Linked DNA regions of Mus musculus: region 1 is linked to region 2. The links are chromatin contacts, called in public HiChIP or PLAC-seq maps. All regions are on one chromosome and are shown on one strand. Each heading gives the region's core, a stretch centred on a gene start, on an enhancer-like site or on the middle of the called end of the contact. The rest is flanking DNA. Distances are from core to core; before and after follow the strand shown. Region 1 overlaps Cnot10 (CCR4-NOT transcription complex, subunit 10). Region 2 overlaps Glb1 (galactosidase, beta 1).

Evidence for each region. HiChIP or PLAC-seq counts read pairs in DNA pulled down with a chosen protein or histone mark.
Region 1: a contact with region 2 is called in an H3K27ac HiChIP or PLAC-seq map of embryonic stem cells, with 32 read pairs. The contact joins two enhancer-like sites. A contact is called at or near these places in 1 of 15 datasets of contacts at CTCF or cohesin (CD8 T cells), 4 of 484 Hi-C or Micro-C datasets (CD4 T cells, cranial neural crest, female germline stem cell-derived STRA8 germ cells and 1 more), 12 of 115 datasets of contacts at active chromatin or transcription factors (embryonic forebrain, embryonic stem cells, epiblast stem cells and 5 more) and 1 of 9 other capture datasets (embryonic stem cells).

The regions. Positions count from the first base shown.
Region 1 is chr9:114,582,846-114,586,997 of GRCm38.p6, forward strand. It overlaps Cnot10 (CCR4-NOT transcription complex, subunit 10), which reads right to left. Exons shown (of 20, transcript NM_153585.5): 20 at 3,029-3,494. Among named protein-coding and RNA genes, the nearest start is that of Trim71, 21 kb to the left of the region's middle. Within about 2 kb of position 1,421, at least 138 of the 459 cell types and tissues checked have an H3K27ac peak or open chromatin away from gene starts, as enhancers often do. A contact at or near this core is called in embryonic stem cells, where this site is marked.
Region 2 is chr9:114,434,306-114,438,352 of GRCm38.p6, forward strand. It overlaps Glb1 (galactosidase, beta 1), which reads left to right. Exons shown (of 16, transcript NM_009752.2): 7 at 96-154; 8 at 3,434-3,555; 9 at 3,636-3,676. Among named protein-coding and RNA genes, the nearest start is that of Gm30254, 25 kb to the right of the region's middle. Within about 2 kb of position 1,761, at least 13 of the 459 cell types and tissues checked have an H3K27ac peak or open chromatin away from gene starts, as enhancers often do. A contact at or near this core is called in embryonic stem cells, where this site is marked.

The DNA of each region.
Region 1 (4,152 bases), core at 171-2,670, 150 kb after region 2:
TCTTGAGTGCTGGAATTAAAGGTACGGGCAACCAACCACATCTTTCTGGCCTTGTTTGATTTTTATTTTATTTATATTTTGTGTATGGGTGTTTTGCATGCATGTATTCTGTGCACTACTTCCAGTGCCCAGAGGAAGCCAAAAGAGGGCGTTGGATCCCTTGGAACTGGAATTGCAGATGGCTGTGAGTCGATGTGTGGGCACTGAGAATTGAACCCGGTTCTTCTAGAAGAGCAGTCAGCCAGCCAGCCAGTGTTTTTAACTGTAGATTCATCTCTCCAGTCCCTGTCGTTTGATTTTTGAGACAAATTCTCACTCCATTGTTTCATGCAGTCAAGCTTAAACTTCTGAGCAATCTTCTGCCTTAGTCAGGGACTACAGGCAAGACAGTCCTTTGTCACAATGCCAGCTGAAATACTTATCAATGGTATTTATCCAAATAGATGCTTGCCTGGCCCAGCCTCGGCATAAAGCCATAAAATATCATCCTTGTCCAATACTTGGGAGTACTTAGCTAAAGCAGTATTTTTCCTTTCTTTAAAAACTCAGGCCGGGTGGTGGTGGTGCACGCCTTTAATCCCAGCACTTGGGAGGCAGAGGCAGGCGGATTTCTGAGTTTGAGGCCAGCCTGGTCTACAAAGTGAGTTCCAGAACAGCCAGGACTACACAGAGAAACCCTGTCTCAAAAAACAAAAACAAACAAAAAAACAAAACAAAAAAACCCCCAAAAACTCAGGCAGAAAAGAGCCAGAAGAGTACAGAGGATCTTAAACCTTCACCCACAGAGCAAAGATAAGTCAAGGAACCGAAGCAAATGAAATACATTGAGTAATGTTATTATGGTAAAAATTAAAATCTAAACAATGGGGAAAAAAACCAAAAAAAAAAAAAAAAGCCAAAGATAGAAATGGCTTATACATTTACTCAACCACGGAAGTGACAGGAGTAAAATAAAGCTGTATAAAACAAACTAGTCAAATAACTAAAACAAAATCAATAGAATCGAATAAAGTGGAAAGGAACAGATGACGGGAAGAAATCAGTGAAGAAATTTGTTGGGCTGTTCCGCGCTGCCGCTAGGTGGCGCTCGGCGCCCCGGGCTCCACGCGGATTCCCGGTTGCGTCCCGAGACTCTGCCTCTCTGCTGCTTTCCAGAGGGATCCCGCGGGCTGGCCGTACCCCTTCCCGGCTGTCCCCGCTGGGAATAGCTTGGAGGTCGTGTGAAGAGTCACATCGTGGGCAGGATACCCTGGTGATAAGGACACAGATCGCAGCGGGACCACAGCTGTTCCAATGATTTTGATTTCCTTGGTGGGACAGCTACAATAAAGTTTTTTCTCGTATATTAAAGGATCAACGCGTATGGAGTGAAAACTCCCCACCTGCAGGGTTGCCTGTTAGCTTCCTGAGGTCTCAGCGGAGATATGGACTGTGGTAAGACTGTTGGCAGCTGGCCATTGCCCGGGTCCCAGAAGTCCCCAATCAGGGCTGAGCTGGGGGGGGGGGGGTGTGGGTGTGGGTGGGGATAGGGGCTGCTCACATGCTAATGTGGCGGTGACAATCGTGCGGGGGCGCCCCCGCGCCTGGGGGAGCCAAGGCAGAAACAAAGCATTAGCATTTTCCCCTAGAGAAAGGACTGCATTCCTGGGAGGGGAGCGCGGCCCTCCCCATTCACACTGGGGACCACACAGAGTGCCTCTTGCGCCAAAAGCTGGAAGGTTCGTCGGTTTGGCTTTTCTTTTGACCCGGGCGTTGCATACGAAATGTAGATATTTTCCTAAACGCCGGCTTTGACATTTAATGCGTTCCTAAGTAGTCTGAAATGTGGACTGGATTAGGAGGAGGCTAGGGGCCCACCGGGACACTCAGGCAAATCCCCTTAAATCCTCCAAGACAATTGTGTGTCACCACACGGATTCGCTTTGCCCCAAATGAGGAGGCTAATGAACTTCACTGCCTCCTTCCGTGACAGCCCACTCGCACCTGGCCGAGCCTCTGCGCCCGCCTCCCAGCTTTGTGTCAGGGCGTGTTTACTTTGTGTTTACTTTAGGCCAGGCCTGTTGGCTTCTAGGATCCAGTCTGACCATTAACTAAGGCACCTATCCTGGGCCATTGCTCAACCTTTACTCCACAAGGGGTGAGGGACACAAATACTGAGGGCCCTGGGACCTTGGGGCTATTACAGGCCACCCCATTTCAGGCCCCTTGGAACACTGCTAAGCCCAGAAAGAAAAATAGCATGAAACTCTACTTTACATGGGGAGTATTTTACCAGCAGGTTATGCGCCCCCGGAGGCCAGAAGAGGGCATCAGCTCTATTGACCTGGAGCTACCTGGTTTCGAGCCACCGTGTGGATTCTGGGAATCGAGCACCATCCTCTGCATACCTTCAGCTCCTCTCACCCATCTTCATAATTTACTTCTTATTCTCTCCCCTTCCCCTTTGAGACAGGTCTCATTATGAAACCCTGGCTGGCCTGGAATTTGCTATACTGTCCAGAATGGCTTCAATCTCACATATTTCTTTTTTTTTTTTTTCTTTTTTTTCTTTTTTTGGTTTTTCGAGACAGGGTTTCTCTTTATAGCTCTGGCTGTCCTGGAGCTCACTTTGTAGACCGGGCTGGCCTCAGAAATCCGCCTGACTCTGCCTCCCAGTGCTGGGATTAAAGGCGAGCGCCACCACGCCCGGCCAATCTCACATATTTCAATGTCACTCAAATTTTGCAAATTTTTGTTTTTTGTTTGGTTGAGACAGAGTTTCTCTGCTTAGCCCTGGAAGAACTCTGTAGACCAAGCTGGCCTTGAACTCAGAGATCTGTCATTCTCTGCCTTCTGGTGTGCTGAGAGGCAGAGACAGGTGGATTTGTGAGTTTGAGGCTAGTCTGGTCTACATAGCAAGTTCAAGGGCATCAGGAATAGAGACCCTGTTTCAAAAGCAAACACTACTACTGTTAGGATTTATGCCATGGGAGTACCTTGGCAGATTACAGGCAAGGTTTACCGGAAAGATCACACCATGCAACATATCTTCTGCAACAGATTGATTGACGGGGAGGGGGAAAGGCAGTCTTGGAGAGGGGACATGAAAGAGAGACAGAGACACCAAGAGAGAGCTAGAATGATGGCCAAAACCTTTTCAAAGGTCTGGTGATGACACAGCTCAGCCACTGAGTCATTGAGGGTAGGCTTGGGTGCACCTTGTCTCTACCCCACGCCCCCCAGAAAACAAAAACAACACAAACCAACAACAACAAAAACCAAAGCAAAAATTCTTTATAACAGTCTTGAGTGCTGGGTCCAACCTCCATAACTATGGCGACGTGAACAAGAATGGCTCTCATCGACTCATATTTGAATGCTTCATCTTCAGGGAGTGACACTTCAGGGACTGGGAGGCGTGGCCTTGCTGGCAGAAGTGCATCACAGGGACAGGCCCAGTGTTTCTCTCCAGTCTCCTCTCCAGCACTACTTCCGTCTTCCTGCCACAATGTTCCCTGAAATGAAGATAATGAACTGAACCTTAGAAATTGTAAGCCAGCCCCAATTAAATGTTTCCATTTATTTAAGTTGCTGTGGTCATGGTATTTCTTCACAGCAACTGGAACAATGACTAAGACAACTGCCACAAAATAGCTAAATAAATAAAAGTTTGCTAGCCTCAAACTCAAAGATCCACTTGCCTCTCCCTCCTGAGTTCTGGGCTTAAAGGTTTGTGCAACCACTGTCCCACTCCCTTTTTTAATGAAAAAACAACAACAACAACAACTATATATCTATATACCTGTGTGTATAAATAATATAAATATTATATAAATTATAATATAAATAATAAAGTCATATAATAATTTATAAATATAAAATGTATAAATAAAATATCAGGGCAGGAACTCAAGCAGGAGCAGAGGCAGCAACCATGGAGAAACACTGCTTTGGGCTTGCTCCCAGGTTTAATTTGGGATACCATTTTTATACTTGCTCAGAAGTGGCTGAGCCCACATCCATCAACAATCAAAACAATGACCCACAGACTTATCCACAGGTCAGTTTGGGGAAGCCATTTCCTCAAGTCATGCTCCCTCTTCCCAGGTGACTGGTGACTGGTTTGTGTGGCGTCAACCAACACAGGTCCTTTCTTTCCATGGACCATAGCAT
Region 2 (4,047 bases), core at 511-3,010:
AGTCCAACTTTTGAATTCCCTACCAGTGACCTTAGCAGGCTGGTTAGCTCCTTATGCCCGTGACGGACTCTTCTTCTCTTTCTTGAAATTTCCAGGCAACAATATCACACAAGCTTTCCTGGTCCAGAGGAAGTTTGAACCTAAAGGACCTTTGGTAAGAACTGGGGGTGTGGGGAAGAGACTGAGCTTGTACACAGCTCTTCCCAGAGGAGGAGGCAGGCTGCAGAAGAGAATGGGTCCATCTTTGGTGGTTTATTTTTTATTTTTGGCTCTGGGATCAGCAGCTGATGGGACTGGGGCAGAAGGGAACGTAGCCCTTCCTGACTCCTGAGTGACAGCTGGATTGGTGCTCCAGTTTGGAGACTAAAGCTCTTCACGCGAGTGAAGGAGATGCAGAGAACCAGGACTGGCCAGGACTGGCTTCGGCTCTCTTGGTTTTTTTGGTTTTTTGTTTTGTTTTTTTCCTTTTCTCTCCTCTCTCCCCACTGGATCTCAGGTAGCCCAGAGGCTCAGAACTCAGTGTGTAATGGAGGCTGACCTTAAACTCCTGAGACTCCTGCTTCCGATGATTCTCAGCCTCTGGGACTAAGTGTGCACTGCCACACCCAGCTTTACGTGGTAACTCGCACCCAGATGCTTTCTGCACCCGAAGGAAGGCTGGTGCTCTAACTGAGCTACCTCTCCAGGGAGCAAAGGCCAGTTGCTCTGACCTGAGGAGCCTAGACATGGCTGGGACAGGATCTGGTTCACATGTGTATTCTTTAAGGTTTATTTTATTACTACTATTATGGTGGTGATGATGGTGATGATGGTGATGGTGGTGATGATGATGTCTGTGTACAATGCACATGTGTGGGTGCTCTCTGAGACCAAAATGGCATGTAGGATCCCCTGGAGCTGCCTGATGTGGGGTGCTAAGAACGGAAATCCAGTTCTCTGGAAGAACAGCAGATACTTTTTTGGGGGGGGGCGTTGCTGGGGGGAGGTTCAAGACAGGATTTCTTTGTGTGTATCCCTGGCTGTTATAGAACTCGATCTGTAGACCAGGCTGGTCTTGAACTCGCAGAGATCTTCCTGTCTTTACCTCAAGTGCTGGGATAAAAGGTGTGGTCACCACATGCTCAGCGGATGGCTTTTAACCTCCAAGCAGCTTCTGTAGCTGAGAGACTTGTTTCTTAACTCTGCAAGCTTCTGCACCCTGCCCCCACCCCCCACCCCCTTACCCCTCCCCGCTCTTGATGCTCTGGTTGAAATATGGAATTAATTCTGCTGGGCCTGGGAGGGCCTGACTGTTCCTGGAGCAGAGCAGCCAGGAAGCGGCAAGGTTGCAGTTTTGATAAGCAGCTCTGCTGAGCCTGCTGGCTTGCTGGGAGAAGAGGCCAGGGCTGCCTGGACCTCTGTCAGGCCTGCATTCGCAGCTCTTCCCTCCAGGTTGCTGCAACAAGCCTTGTTTGCAAAAAAAAAAAAAAAAAAAAAAGAGGCTCTGCTGGAGGTCTGCACTGCAGAGCCTGCTCAGGCAGGTGGAGCCATTTCCTGGAACCTCTCCAGGTTCCCTTTCTCTATTCTGACTTTGAACTGATGTTGCTTCTGGCCAGCAGGTCTCAAGATCAGTATTCACACAAAAAGGGTGAATTGTGCGTAATGGATAAATGTGGGGCTAGATGTTTGCTGTTGTTGTTGTTAATGGGTTAGGGTTAGGGGGTTAGGGGTAGGGTTACAGAGAGCCCACCAGATCTTACCAGAGATAACCACTTAGACACAGTTTATACCCAGTTGAAAGTCTTTGTTCTAGCTAGCTGGGACTACACTCAGGTCTTGGTGACCTCAGTGTAGCCCTGAGGATTTAGACCAAGGGGCTTTTAAAGGAAAAAACAAAACAAAACAAAACAAATCTGTTCTCTCTCTTAGCAGCTTCAGGGGAGGATTGCTCAAGCAAGCAGATTAACAGAAGCCAGGAAAGTTTAGCTGGGCATCTGAGCCTCAGGGCCTAGAATAGAATTGGATGCTTTTCCACTGGATTCTTCATCAAAAGGATTAAATACTGATTAAACCCAAAACAGCCTCATCAAAAATACAAGATGGGCCAGGCAAGGGTACACGCCTTTAACCCCAGCACTTGGGAGGCAGAGGTAGGCAGATCTCTGTGAGTTCGAGGCTAGCCTGGTCTCTAGAGCAAGATCCAGGTCTATAGAGTGCTGTACCCTCTGCACTGTCTTGCTCTGTCACACGGGTATTGAATACAGGGCTTACATCTGGTAGGCAATTTCTCTACCACTGAGATACATCCCCAGCCCTTGGGTTTTGTGTTTCGTTTCCAATACAGTCTTGCTAGGTAGCCTCCAGTTTCAGATTAACTATGCAGTCTAGACTGACTTTGAACTCCGAATTATTCTGCCTCAGCTTCCTCAGTGCTTAGATAACAGTTATGTGCCACCATGTCTGACCAGAGCTGCTAATTATGAAGACACCACCTTGCCTGACTAAATGTTTTGGTATTGGAGGGAAGGGGCAGGGAGTGTGGGACATTCCCAGCTGACAAAACTGACAAAGGTAAAACTTTAGGAACCAGTTGTCCCAAAATACCCACGGAGAATCGGGTGTGAGATACCCAAGTCCCTCCTGTAAGATGATGCGGTTCCTATAGATTTAAGTTGCACATCCTGTCCTTGGCATAATTCTTCTCTAGGTTGCTTGTTCCAGACCCAGTATAGATGCTATACTGAGAGTCATAGTAATTTATCATTCAGGTAATAATGACAGGGGTGGAGGAGTTTATACATGTTCAGTACTGATGCAAAGTTTTTCTCAAAAAATACATTTTCTTTTAGAATATATGGTCTCATGTAGCCCAGGCTGGCCTCCAACTCACCACATAGCTAAAGAGTACCTTGAGCCGGGCGTGGTGGCTCACACCTTTAATCCCAGCACTCGGGAGGCAGAGGCAGGCGGATTTCTGAGTTCGAGGCCAGCCTGGTCTACAAAGTGAGTTCCAGGACAGCCGGGGCTATACAGAGAAACCCTGTCTCGAAAAACCAAAAAAAAAAAGAGTACCTTGAATTGATAATCCTCCTGCCTCTACCACCTGAGTCCTGGGATTACAGGTGGGCACCGCCCACGCCTAGTTATCACAGGGCTGGAGATGGAACCCAGGGCTTCAATCACTCTGGGCAAGCATTCTACCAGTTGAACCATGCCCCAGATATTTCTGATTGTTAATAGGTTGGGTCTACAATGCAGAACCCATGGATTTGGAGGGTTGACTGTAGTTGTAGTATGTAAGATGAAATGTCACTATTGGTGGACACTCAGAGACCCAGTATAGATACTGTTGTAATTGGAGGTCCTCATGGGACCCTCCCTACATTACAGGGACACCTCAGCATCAACTCAAGGTTGTAAGTGTCTCCTGAGCACCACCCCTTTTCCCTTTCAGATCAATTCTGAGTTCTATACTGGCTGGCTAGACCACTGGGGTAAACCCCATTCCACGGTGAAAACTAAAACACTGGCTACCTCCCTCTATAACCTGCTTGCCCGTGGGGCCAACGTGAACTTGTGAGTACCCAGGACTGGGAGAGGGAGCCCTGTGGCTGTGGCTCACAGTGAAGTATGTGTGTTCTCTTATTTCTCTGTAGGTACATGTTTATAGGTGGGACCAATTTTGCCTATTGGAATGGTAAGATCCGTTTCACATCCATTGGTAAAAGCTTATCCTGTTTCCAGTGTATGATTTGGGGGATGGTGTATCTACTGGCCAATTTTTATTTTCTGTTTCCATTTGTCTTCTAAATTTTCTAATGTACAAGAATCACTCATCTAAAGCCAGGTGTGGTGGTGCATGCCTTTAATCCCAACACTTGGGAGGCAGAGGCAGGCGGATTTCTGAGTTCGAGGCCAGCCCGGTCTACAGAGTGAGTTCCAGGACAAACAGGGCTACACAGAGAAACCCCGTATCGAAAAAAACAAAACAAAACAAAAACAACAAAAATCACCCATCTAGTCATTTGAGTGTGAAACCTTAAGGGCCGTAGTCTGATCATTTAAGGG